Regions from separate parts of the Mus musculus genome. Here region 2 is linked to region 1. The links are chromatin contacts, called in public HiChIP or PLAC-seq maps. All regions are on one chromosome and are shown on one strand. The core of a region is the stretch at or near the end of the contact, and the rest is flanking DNA. Distances in the headings are between cores, read along the strand shown. Region 1 holds the start of Smtnl2 (smoothelin-like 2). Region 2 holds the start of Smg6 (Smg-6 homolog, nonsense mediated mRNA decay factor (C. elegans)).

Evidence for each region. HiChIP or PLAC-seq counts read pairs in DNA pulled down with a chosen protein or histone mark.
Region 2: a contact with region 1 is called in an H3K27ac HiChIP or PLAC-seq map of embryonic stem cells, with 4 times the contacts expected there. The contact joins the promoter of Smg6 here to the promoter of Smtnl2 in region 1.

Annotation. Positions count from the first base shown.
Region 1 is chr11:72,408,065-72,414,405 of GRCm38.p6, reverse strand. It overlaps Smtnl2 (smoothelin-like 2), which reads left to right and starts at 2,693. Exons shown (of 8, transcript NM_177776.3): 1 at 2,693-3,162. The coding sequence starts at 2,773.
Region 2 is chr11:74,922,945-74,929,285 of GRCm38.p6, reverse strand. Smg6 (Smg-6 homolog, nonsense mediated mRNA decay factor (C. elegans)) reads right to left here and starts at 3,432. Exons shown (of 19, transcript NM_001002764.2): 1 at 3,283-3,432; 2 at 1-293. The coding sequence starts at 3,370. It overlaps Srr (serine racemase), which reads left to right and starts at 3,338. Exons shown (of 9, transcript NM_013761.5): 1 at 3,338-3,667.

The DNA of each region.
Region 1 (6,341 bases), core at 1,444-3,943:
CAGCTTTGAGCCATTCCCTGCTCCTCTCTTGGCCTTAGTTTCTCCACTAACTTCTCTAACTTTGTGTTTGGGCCTGGCATGGATTTGATTTTGTGAGGTGGCTGACAGGAGGAACTTTGATGCAGACTAGAACCTGAACTGAGGGAGGGAGCAGTGGGCTGAGGGGTAGAAGAGGGGAGCTGGAGGGAGGGCAGGTGCCAGAACACTCCGTGGGAGGTCGGCCTCCCCCTGCTCGCTCTGACATCAGGGCTGGTGAATGCAGAGGAGTTCAGCTTGGTTGGTCTGCCCTCATCTCCCTCACAGCCTGGTACAGGCCAGAAGCTGTCAAGGGGAGGTTGAGAGAGGGGTTTCCAAGGAGGAGTTGAGAGGAGCCCAGGGCTGGGAGCAGAACTGCCCCCTCCCATCCGTGTTAGAGTCAGGGTTAGGGTGGTGTTGGTCCTCTGTCCAGGCTCAAGATGCCGGTCTCCCTCACTCCTGCTTTCTTCTTCCTCCTCACCTTCTTCACCTCACTACCACACCAGGCTTATCTCTAATTTACAGGTGATTTGACTGCTGAGGGCTAAGACTGGGGGTGGGGGCAGTTGGAGGATGGGTTGAATCCTGTTCTCTCTAACCTTCTGGCCTCAGAAGAAGTCCTGCTCCACCCTCCCATGAAAGCTACTCTTAGGTCTTCCCATACTGTCTCAGGAAGGACCGGACAGCTTAGCTGAGGTTGGAGACTTTTTGTCTGCATCCTTGGCAGATCTCTACATCTTTGGACTTTCTACTCCTTGGGATTCCCACTTTAGAGACCCAGCTACCCACTTTCTCCAGGATGGTCAGACAGAGGGCTGGGCCCCTGATCATTTTCTACTCTCAACACAACCTCCGCCCCCAAAACACATACAATGCTGGCGCCCAGAGGCCTACTCAGGAGGTCAGGGACTAACCTGTCTGGGTCCTTCTCAGGCATCCTCTGCTTCCCTGTGTTCTGCAAAGGAAAGATTGGACTTCTCTGACTCCAGGGCTCAGACCCGTAGGGTGGGCAGCGCTGTCTGGGACATAAGCTCTCCAAGTGGCCCCTCTCCAGGGCTCTATCAAAGATTCCACCCGGAGAAAGAATGCAAGGAGCGGTTTGGCTCACCCTGTCCAGACGGCTGCTTGGAACACACACACAGACATGCAACATGCACGCCTTTTGGCACTTGACTTTCCCATGAAATAATTGCTGGAAAGCTCCTTGGATTAGGTAACCCAGTGTTCCTTCCTGTCCCTACCCGGGGGAGGGGATCAGCTCTTAGCATCTGTTAGGCTAACCCAGCTCCTGGGGGAAGGAAAGGGCAGTCTAGGAGGGTCTGGGGCCTCCCAGACATCCTTGGAAGCAGAACAGTATGACCAGAACAAGCCTTTGAGCCTGCTCCTATGGATCATCTCACTAGGCCTCTCCAGGCTTTGAGCCACCTCCCATAGCCCAGGCCCAGAGAAATCGAGTTAGGAAAGCCTTTTAGCACAATGAATGAGATGGTTTTTTCTTTATTTTAAATGTTTACAACATCTATCATATTGTTATCCTGAGCAACAATTGCCTCCATCCCTCCTTCTTTGGTGATGTTTGGGGTTTCTAGGCTGGGAAAGGGGACTTTCTGGAATAAGAGGAGTGCTGGAGAAAAAAAGAGGTTTGAAGGTTGTCAGGTGGATCGAGGTTCTTGACTGAGCTTGGGGAAGAGGGGGGCAGCAGTGCACATCCTAGTTTTTGATCCCAAAGTTGCTCATAGCAAGATTTTGGGATTTGGGTCCCAACCTTCCTGTTCATCTTTAACACACACACACACACACACACACACACACACACACACACACACACACAGAGAGCAGGCCTAGGAGGATAGGAGGGGCATTTTACCATCTACATAACTCTTCCTGATCTCAGAACTGGTGCAAGAAATCCCAGGCAAAAGTGTCACAGGTGGGGGGCTGAAGTGTGGGCTTAGCAGTTTAGGGCACTTTTTGCTCTTTCAGAGAAACCCCAGAACTCGGCTCCCAGCACACACATGATGGCTCACAACTATTGGAAACTCCAGTTCTAGAGGATCCTGACACCACTTTGTGATTTATGTGGGCACCACACATGCTGTGTAGATACAGACAAGCAGGCTCACACACATAAAGTCAAATAAATATTTTTTTAAAAAGTCTCACAAGTGAGTATTTGCGAACTGGATGGTACCGGTGGTGACCGGAGATGCATACAAAGGTGAGTCAGAGCGGTTATGGTGTGTGTGTGTGTGTGTGTGTACAGTTGCTGCGGTTCCCTGAACAGGGGGGAGAGTCCAACCAAAGTGGACCTACAGGGAAATGTATAACTCTTTTAGTTGTTGTTCCTAGAGTAATGTCCTTTCGAGTGTCTTCTTCCCAGATCTTTCACCGGGTCGCACACCACTCCCTGGGGTCAAGCGTGTATGGGACTCCTTACTCCCCCAGGGATCCACATCCCTGCAAAGCAGAGAAGGAGAACTTTTCACTAAGTGCCTCCGGGGCCAGGCATCCCGCACCGACCCGGCCAGTCCCCAGGGGCGGGGTGTCCTGGAATGGGCTGTCCCGCCCCCTCGGCCCCGCCTCCTCACTCAGCGCCCAGTCCTGGGGCTCTAGGGGTCTGCCCCGCCCTGCTCCCGCCCCCTCCGGCCGCCCCTCGGGCTCAGCCAGCCGCGGCCCGCCAGTCGTCCCAAGGAGCTGCGGATCTCTCAACGTCTCCCGCGTTCTGCCCGCTGTCCGATCGGTGTGCCCCACTCGGCCATGGAGCCGTCCCCCGACGCCGAGGAGGCGCACACAGTGCGCGAGGCGCTGGGCCGCTACGAGGCGGCGCTGGAGGGTGCGGTGCGTGCGCTGCACGAGGACATGCAGGGGCTGCAGCGCGGCGTGGAGCGGCGCGTGGCAGAGGCGCTGCGCCTGGCCGGCCCCTTGGCTCGTACTGTGGCCGAGCTGCAGCGGGACAACCAGCGGCTGCAGGCACAGCTCGAACGCTTGACGCGCCAGGTGGAGGCGCTGGGCTTGGCGACTGGAGTGTCCCCTGCACCCGGCACGCCCAGTCCCCCTCCGGCGGCCACAGTTACCGACCGCGCCCCCCGCTTGGGCACTGCACGCTTCTCCAGTCATGCCACCTTTTCGCTGTCCGGTCGAAGCCCGGTGAGCCCCGGGGGTGCGGCGCGAGGGATGTGAGCGACTAGGAGCGTGCCTGGGGTGTAGGGTTGGGAAATTGGTGCCGCCCATCAGCTCTGAGTGCGTGCGCTGGCGAGCGTCCTCTAGTAAGAGAGCTATACCTCCACCTGCCGCTGGGACTTGGTAGCCGGGATTACATTTAAGCTCTCCAGAGCTGGAAAGGACAGGAGAAACATTGTTTTAGTAGGCCTGCTGCACCTGCTTTGCACTTCTTTCTTGGATCCGGGTGGTGTTTTTGCCTTGAGATCTGCCCTCTCCCATCTGACCCATGAATTTTAAGAGTTTGGACGCCAAGGTTCAGTCTTTGATAGTTCACTGTCGTCTGGGTCCTCACCTGCAAGTTGGAATGGTCAGCGTCCTCTACCTGCCCCCTACAACGTTTTTGTTCACGCGCACTGTGTTGCTGCTTCACTGAGGCCTGACCGTTCCGGTTGTAGATTAACCCCGACTGAGTTGCCTCTGTGTGTGTGTGTGTGTGTGTGTGCGCGCGCGCGCGCGCGCGCGCATGTGAGCGCACTCTGGTCTGGACTGATCAGTAACTGTTTGGGAACTCATGTTGCAGAGGGCAGACCCTTTACTGGAAACGGAGAGGGGGAACGGGCCTTTAGCTGTGTCTAGATTTCTGGGCAGAAGCTGGTGTGGACCAGTTTTACCACTTGGTCACGACCTCCTGGAGTGACAGAGCCTGGTTAGACTGTTTCTATGGTGTGTGCAGTGGCCCTTAGGTGGGATTTTCCATCCTGACCCGGAATTTGCTGGCGGGGTGGGGGGGTGGTGGGGGGGGAGGGAAGTGGGGGATGGGGGAGAGGAGTGGGAGGGGTTGGAGGAGTGGGAGGGGTGGGAGGTGCTTTTCAAGGGCCAGGGTCTTAGTACACTGCCTCTGCCCCCTGCCTTGGTGTATTCCCAAGGCCCTTAGCTCTACTGTGGGCCTCAGCAGGAGGACATCAGATAAGTCCTTGCCCCTGGAGGTCTCAGCCTGGGTGGAGGTGACCCCAGACTTGAACAGTGGCAACAGGTGAGCAGAGACGCCTTGCTCCAGACTCTGCTCCTTTTGCATTGGGGATTTGAGGAGGGTGTGCTGTGCTTGTTGCAAATGGCAGCACGATGCATGCTGCCTGGAGTGGCCAAAAGTGCTCACCAGCCAGGGTGCAGCCTTCAGGTGGACAAGGGAGGCTTGAGTTGTGAAGGCCCTCCAAGTTAGGCAGAGGAACTGGGCTTTGGGGATGGGGGTAGAACTCCGGGTGTTCCAGGCGAAGTGTCTAGAAATATGGAAACACTTGACTCTGTCCTATGAGTCTGCATGTCCGTAGTCTAAAACTGTTCCTGGGAGTGTCACATGTGCCTAAGAGACTGGGCCTTCATTTGCTGCTGAAGTTTTAATGTCTATTTGTAACTTGTGGAGGCAGCTGTTCAAGTTTTAAGAAAAACAATCTGAGTCCCGTGGGGATTCGAGCATGTGCAAATGTGGGTGTGTGTACACAGGCGTATGTGTGTGTGCTGTGCGTATGCATGTACATGCACGAGTGTGTGTAATGTGAGTGCGTGTGTATGTGTGGGTGCGTGCTTCTCCAGCTGTGACTTTTTAAGCGGGAATTTGACCAGGTAGAGGAGTTGGGGAACTTGGTGGGGAGGAGCAGTGTCCTCCTTGGTCCTAGTATCTACCCGTCCTCAGGGATGGATGGTGGGTTAGAGGGTGACTGGAGATGCGTTTGTGACTCTTTCCTGGGAGATGTGAAATAAACATCTCTTAACTCGAAAGAAAAGAGGGTACCCAAGACTGGCTCGGTGAGCCAATTAGTTTATTGGGGTTATTTACAGGGGCATGGGTAACTCAAAGGCCTCTGTAACATCAAAAGCCCACACTAGCAAGGGTGGCGCCTCCTGCAAGCTGCACCACAGGCAATCAGCTCCCCCAGTCTTCCCTCTCCATCCGTTGTTTACTGTTCATCTAACCTCAGGGAAGGGACCTGGTGAGTCTCGGAACCTTCTGAGTTTCCAAGCCCACTGTGTTCAGTGAGTTTCCCGAGTTTTATGAGCCCTCCCCTCCCCTCTAAGAGGGAATGTCTCAATTCTAAGGAATGAGGCCCTGTAGGCAACTTAACTGTGATGGTCTGAGCGGTAGGGACGAGTCAGGTGAGCTGCCTGGGACAGGAGCTTCAGAGAAGGAGTATGCAGACAGGGTGCTCGTTGGACATGAAACAGATGTGCAGACTTAAGCTGGGGGAGACTGATGGGAGAGAGGGATGCTCCGGCCTCTTGGGACTGAGGACAGAGGCTCAGGAGCTGTACAGTCGTCCGAGGGCCTGAGAAACATCCTGGGGCAACAAGTAGCAACTGTAGCTGAATTTATGGGTTCAGCTCTTCTCTTAAGAGATGGCTCTTCTCCAATTGGACCAGAGGGCCTAAGGCTAATTGATTACCCTTGCCTGACCCCCAGATGTACTTCTCACAGGAACACCCACACAGGCTCTGAGCTAGTTTATGGTAGTGAGTACTGTTTGTGTAGGAACAAGGAGGACGGACAGAGTCCCAGACGGGTGCTTGAAAGAGGACTGTCTGGTTTCTCATATTCTGTGTCTGTGGCAGGGCCCTTGGTGTGAGGGTCCCATCCTGTGACTACAAGCCAGTGGTGGCTGCCCCTCTTGGTTTGTAGCCAGATCTTGTGGAGATAGGTAATTTACACCCCCCCCCCCAATATGGGGACTAGAGGTGGGTTGAACCCAGCATGTAAATGTTCGGAAGGGGTTGATCAGCTTACTCACTTTTGAACACACAGACTTTAAAAGCATGTGCCTAGGAGGTGGTGGGATGGTCCCAGAAGCCTTGGAAGAGGAAGAGAGCAGCCAGGTCAGTCTTGTGAAATAGCTAGGCTTGAGGGATGAGCACTTAGCTTAGAGCCGACAGGAGCTACTTTGAGATATCTGCTCTCAGCTGGGCCTCAGTTTCCCTGCATTTAAACCAAGGCTCGAGGAGGCTGGGGTGATGTAGAGGTGGAGAGATTGCTCAGGGACCTGGTTTCCATTTCCAGCACCCAGGCCAAGCCACTCACAACTGCCTGTAACTCTAGCTTGGGGATGGAGGGGATCCAGTCCTCTGCAGGCACCTGCACCTCAACCACATGCAGACCATTCAAAGTAAAATGAGTA
Region 2 (6,341 bases), core at 2,183-4,682, 2.5 Mb before region 1:
CTCTAGTCCAACAGTCTTTGGAAAAGTTTCCTGTGCCTGACTATTTTCTGCATCTATAGGGCCATTTTGCTGTTGGCTGTCCAATTCCTTGCAAACTTGAATAAGCTGTGTATCATTCCCAACAGCAGAAGAATCTCTGTCATTTACTATCTCATCCTTAAATTCCTCATTCCCAGAAGCCTCCTTAGTTTTAGGTCTGTTCCTTAGTCGAGAAAGTCCAGGCTTATAGATTTCCAAATCTGGACGCCTATTATCTTTGCGCTGTCTGGGTTCCTTTAGTTCCTTCATGTTTTCTATTATGTTGATAAGAGGAAACAACACAGAAGAAAAGAATAATGGAGAAGAGAGGGAAGGAAAGTTGTCATTCTAGTTACATAACAACAACAAAAAAAATACAAATACAAATGATAATATTGGTGATCAGGAAAGAACGTTTCTACAAAGGCAGAAATTTGGAGTTATAGTGTTTAGTAAGCAGTGAGGTTAAGAATTTAACTATGTTAGAGTTACACGTACTTACTTGAGTTATGGAAATAGAGGGGAGTTGTATTCTCTTGTATCCAAGTCATGTTCCTATTCAGATCTTTTTTGTTTGTTTGTTTTTTTCAAGACAGGGTTTCTCTGTGTAGCCTTGGCTGTCCTGGAACTCACTCTGTAGACCAGGCTGGCCTCGAACTCAGAGATCCGCCTGCCTCTGCCTCCCGAGTGCTGGGATTAAAGGCGTGCGCCACCACACCCGGCTCCTATTCAGATCTTAAAGACCCCAAACTAGTTCATTATTTCAGAATCAAAGATCTCTAACATGTTCAGGCATTAAATTATTCTGTCTACACAACCTGTAAGTCTACCCCTTCTTTCTTTTCTTCTCTTTTATTTTATGTATATGAACACACTGTAGCTGTCTTCAGACACACCAGAAGAGGGCTTTGGATCTCATTACAGATGGTTGTGAGCCATCATGTGGTTGCTGGGAATTGAGCTCAGGACTTCCAAAAGAGCAGTCAGTGCTCTTACCTGCTGAGCCCCTCTTCCTTCCTTCCTTCCTTTCTTGAGTCACAGTCTCACCATAGATATTCCAGAGAGACCTCAAATTCAGTCCTCCTGCCTCAGCCATCCAAGTTCTGGATTACAAGAGTGTATATCACATCTGGTTAGCATTTCTCCTGTCTGTAATATTTCTAGGTTATCATATTAGGAGAAAGAAATGTAGCCCAGTGTATCTGTCTCATATATAGGAGGCCACTAGGGGCAGCCCCCAGCATCGCATAAACATATTTACTGGTATATATGTATCGTATATTACACCATTATTTACTTATTATATTACATATGTAAACATATATCTACACATACATACACATATTAGAGTGGCATGCATAGCAAGCCTCAGTCCTAGATATCTCTGGGAAACTATCTTCAACTTCAGTGTGTGAACTTGATCACAACAAATCTACAACTTTAGGATACCAACACCCCAATCACATACCTCCTACTGAATCAAATATTAAGCAATTCCTTTTACAATCTTCAACACCATTCATCCTCACCAACTCTCTAACAACAACCAACAGAATCATTTCATGAAAATACTGCCTAGACTATGTCATTAGAATACTGAGACTAACTGCTACTATGATGATAGAATATAAGAAGAAAAAAAAAAGTTCCACTAGAGGAGCTTTTCCTAGGCACCAATGGGCGAATTGTGACACGCTCTCAAAGGACCAAAGGACTCAAGAACAGTAGAGCCCAGCCAAATCCATGCCTCCAAATCCCAGCACTTGGGGAGTGACAGCAAGATCAAGAGTTCAAGGCCACAGAGTTTGAAGCTTACTTGGACTATATGAGACTCTGTCTCAACAAAGGAAAAGAGGAAGAGGAGGAGGAGGAGAGGACTTTATAAACCACTCTCCAAGCTCCACTGAGTAGCAAACAGCTTTTTTTTTGTAAGTATCTGTTGCTTACAGTGGAGAGACTACTAAAAATACCTACTAAACAGTTCATAAGTGACAGGAACTAGTGAGAATATTATCCAGTACTCAAGTTATATAAAATCCTAGTACAGAATTATAATGTATATACAAATGCAAACAAGCTGGTAGCCAAGTATTTATACACCTGCATCTATACCCACTTTTGTTTGGGGGATGGGGTGGGGGCGAAACTAAAATTTTAGGTTTCTGACTTGAAAGTTGGGTATGGTGGCATATGCATATAATTCCAGCACTCTGAAGGCTTCAGTCAGGAAAAGTATCCAAACTCAAGGCCAGGTTGGGTTACACAGTAAATTCAAGGCCAGTATTGGCTACAAGGTGAGACTTTGTCTCAAAAGAAAAACAAACACAAAATAAAAGATACTGCTGCCTTGGCAAAAGTTTAGCTTCTCCACCAAATGTGAACCAAGATAAAGCCGTTTAACCTCAGCACCCTGAGTAAACTTTTAAACTTAGTTTTGGGGCGGAGCCAGGAGAGGTGGTGACTACTATTTTCCAGAGGAGAGAGAGAAAACAGCCTGGTTAATCCAATTCAGTTGGCCAATAAAAACCAACCTCACAAATTCTAGCCACAATCCTAGAGAAGGTATCTTCTGTAACTGTCATCCTAAGCAACACTGGCTAATGAAGGAGACCAGACACCAAAATATTTCTCGCGCTTTTCTGATGCGAATGGAGACTGGCAAATTAAGCATTCTCTCTGATCACAACTGCTCCCACACACGCCAAGACCAAAACAAAACCGAGTCAGCTCTCTGAGGTCCTGGATCCCTCCAGTGGCCTAGCACTAGAAACCAGCCTTGGGGGGTGGGGGGGGGGGGTAAGTTCAGCAAAGGAAGTCCTAGCCTGTTAAGCCTTTCTCCTCAATTTCCCCAGCTCCTCCTCTCCGACGCGGAACGGAGGACTACGGAAAGGTACACATACACAGACTATTCTTTTGGGAACAATACGTCTCGGGGCCTCTACCGGACCCTAGCACCCAAGCCAGTTCGTGTCTCCTCCGGACTGGAACTCAGGCGCTGGCGTGAGAGGGTTAGGGCACCGGAGAACAACCACGGCGCCGCGCCGAGCAAGAGGGCGGAGGCTGAAACTCGCGCTTGGGCTCTGCCCCGAGGGCCCGAGGGAGCGGAGCGACAGCCTCGCTGTCTCCCAGGGGCCGCCGCAGGCCCGGGCGCACTGTTGGGGAAGGGGCGGGGGTTCGGAGCGCCGCGGACGGGGCGGGGAGGAGGCAGAGGAGAGGGAGGCGGGGCGGGCAGGCCCGGCCCAGCAGCTGGGCGGCGCAACTCACCTCTGCTCCCGGCCTGCGGAGCCAGAGTGGCCAGGATCCCTCGCAGTTCCGATGCGGAGATCCGCACACGCTCCAACCCCTCCGCCATCTTCGCGGCGGCTGCTACAGCTGCGGCGACTCGGCCACCGCCGCGCGCAGCCAGGAAACCACGACGGACGGGCGGCGCGCGCTCACCCACTCCCACCCTTTTCCCCGCCCCCCTCCTGCCTGCCCTCCCCAAACGACGGTGGCCGCACTGGGAGCAAAAGCATTCAGCACGTTCAACTAGGGCCTTGCCGGAGCGGGCGAATCGGCCGCGGAGACGGCGTGTGCGCGTGCGCAGAGGTGTAAAGCTAGGACGGTCCGCCGAGGCTCGGAGGTGGAGGCGCAGCGCTCTGGAGGCGAGGTGAGGCGCAGCCAGGTGTGACTCGCCCATGTCAGGTGGGCATTCGGGTCTAGGGATGCCAGTATTGCTGCGGTGACCACCGAGGACACTGCTTTTGATCTGGGGCTCGGATTGACGGAGACATCCTACAACCCGGCCTCCTCCGATCATTTTAGGCCGAAGTCTCCTTACCGTAGGCCTGGATTGTGGAGTTTAAATATCTTTTATTATTATCCCCATTACTGGTAAACGGAATCTCAGAGAGTGGAAGAAGTAAATTGCTCCGTGTATCGTTTGATTGTACCAGAGTACTAAAGTCTATGACAGTTCATCCCTAAGACTTGCTGGAGGTCGTTGTGTGGAGGTAAAAAAAGAAGGAAATTATTCGATCTGGGAATTACTGTTAGCATTGAGAATTTTTTAAAATTACTTTTTTAGTACTCAAGTCAATTCTCCCATCTTTACATCTTTAAATTTTTACTGATGCTGGTAAAAATAGCTCATTCTTATATTCACGGTACTTCAAAGGCTGTGGTGGGAGCATTGCAAGTTCAAGCCTGGGCAACATAGCACATTTGAGGCTAATCAAGGCAACATATTAGAAGACCTTGTCCCCCAAAAAGGAAGCAAAAAGTTAATTAGACTAGAAGATGGGTACTTTAAGCTCATTGACCATTAACTCCTATTAGAAACGGTGGGGTGGAGAAACTTCCTATCCAAAGACTGCCTTTCTCCAGTCTTTCCTTCTTCCCTGTCTCACACAGTCATTGACCCTTTAGACCTCAAAAAGTAATAACCAGTTATGCCTTGATCATAGTATAAAATATTTGATAGTACTCATACAGTTCCTGTTATGTGACAGATATTTCACCATCAAAAGAGAAAAATGCCGGGCGCACGCCTTTAATCCCGCACTGGGGGAGGAGGGGCCGGCAGAGGCAGGCGGATTTCTGAGTTCGAGGCCATCCTGGTCTACAAAGTGAGTTCCAGGACAGCCAGGGCTATACAGAAAAACCCTGTCTCGAAAAACCAAAAAAGAGAGAGAGAGAGAGAGAGAAAGACAATGACTGAGAAATAGTCAACAGCTCAAATGAATGGGTATAATTAATTAGAGTGGCCAGAACAAATGGCAGTTTTTGTCAAAAGATTTGAGAGGAATAGGAAATATAAAAACTGCTTTGCTGGGGCTGGCAAGATGACTCAGCGGGTAAGAGCACTGACCTGCTCAGGACCAAAGGTCCTGAGTTCAAATTCCAGAAACCACGTGGCTCACAACCATCTGTAATGAGATCTGGCGCCCTCTTCTGGTGCGTCTGGAGTGAGAGGAGTTGACTAGAGAGAGCTGGTCCTACCAGAGCAAGCAGAGTTGATCCAAAGGTCCTAAAATTCCCAGCAACCACATGAAGGCTCAGAACCTACAGCTACAGTGTACCCACATACAGTAAATAAATAAATCTTTAAAAACAAAACAAAACAAAAAAAACCTGCTTTGTGCTCCTGGCATGATAGCACATGCTGTAACTCTAGCACTTGGGAGGAAGATCAAACTTTAAGGCTGTGTTCCACCATTGAGTCCATTGAGTTTAAAGCTAAACCAAAGAACATGTAGACTCTATCTCCAAAACATAAGCCAGACATGGTAGCACATGCCCAGCACCAAAAATACACAGGCAAGAGGACAGTTTGGTCTACATAGTGAGTTCCAGGCCAACTAGAGCTATATAGTAACACCTGTCTAAAAAACACTAACAACAGGGTTTTTTAAAATTTATTTGTTCATTTAATGTATATACACTGTACATTAATGTATAGTACACTGTTGCTGTCTTCAGACACACAAGAAGAGGGCATCAGATCCCATTACAGATGGTTGTGAGCCACCTTGTGATTGCTGGGAATTGAACTCAGGACCTCTGGAAGAGCAGTCAGTGCTCTTAACTGCTGAGCCATCTCTCCAGCCCAACAATAGGATTTTTTACATTTTTTTAAAGATTTATTTATTATTATACATAAGTACACTGTATCTGTCTTCAGACACACCAGAAGAGGGCGTCAGATCTCATTGTGGATGGTTGTGAGCCACCATGTGGTTGCTGGGATTTGAACTCAGGACCTTGGGAAGAGCAATCAGTGCTCTTACCCGCTAAGCCATCTCTCCAGCCCCCGGATTTTTTTTTTTAAACCCTAACTTGAAGCTGGGTATGGTATCAAACATCCCTAACCCCATGACTCTGGATGCTAAGGCAAGAAGATACAAGAGTTCCCAGTTAGCCTTGCTGTACATACAAGGAGTGCAGGCAACACTTGGGAAATGAAGCAAGAAAATCAAGAATTGAGAGGTTAAGGTCATCCTTGGCTATGTTCCAAGCCAATCTGGATTGCATGAGACCCTTTCTCCAAAAAAAAAAAAAAAAAAAAAAAAGGGTCCCCAGCACCACATACACTGGGTCGTTATGGTGGCAGAAGCCTGTAATCCCAGCCCTTGCAAAGTACAAGGGGAAGAATTAGAAATTCAAGGGTATCCTTGGTTACATATCCAGTTGAAGACCTGGTTTCATTTTGTTTTCTTTTGTTGAGCTTAAAAGTCTGTTGTATCCAGACTGGTTTTGAAGTCATTATGTAACCAAGGATAACTTTGAACTTGTAATGCTCTTGCCTCCATCTCCTAAATGATGGCATTACAGATGTGGATCTA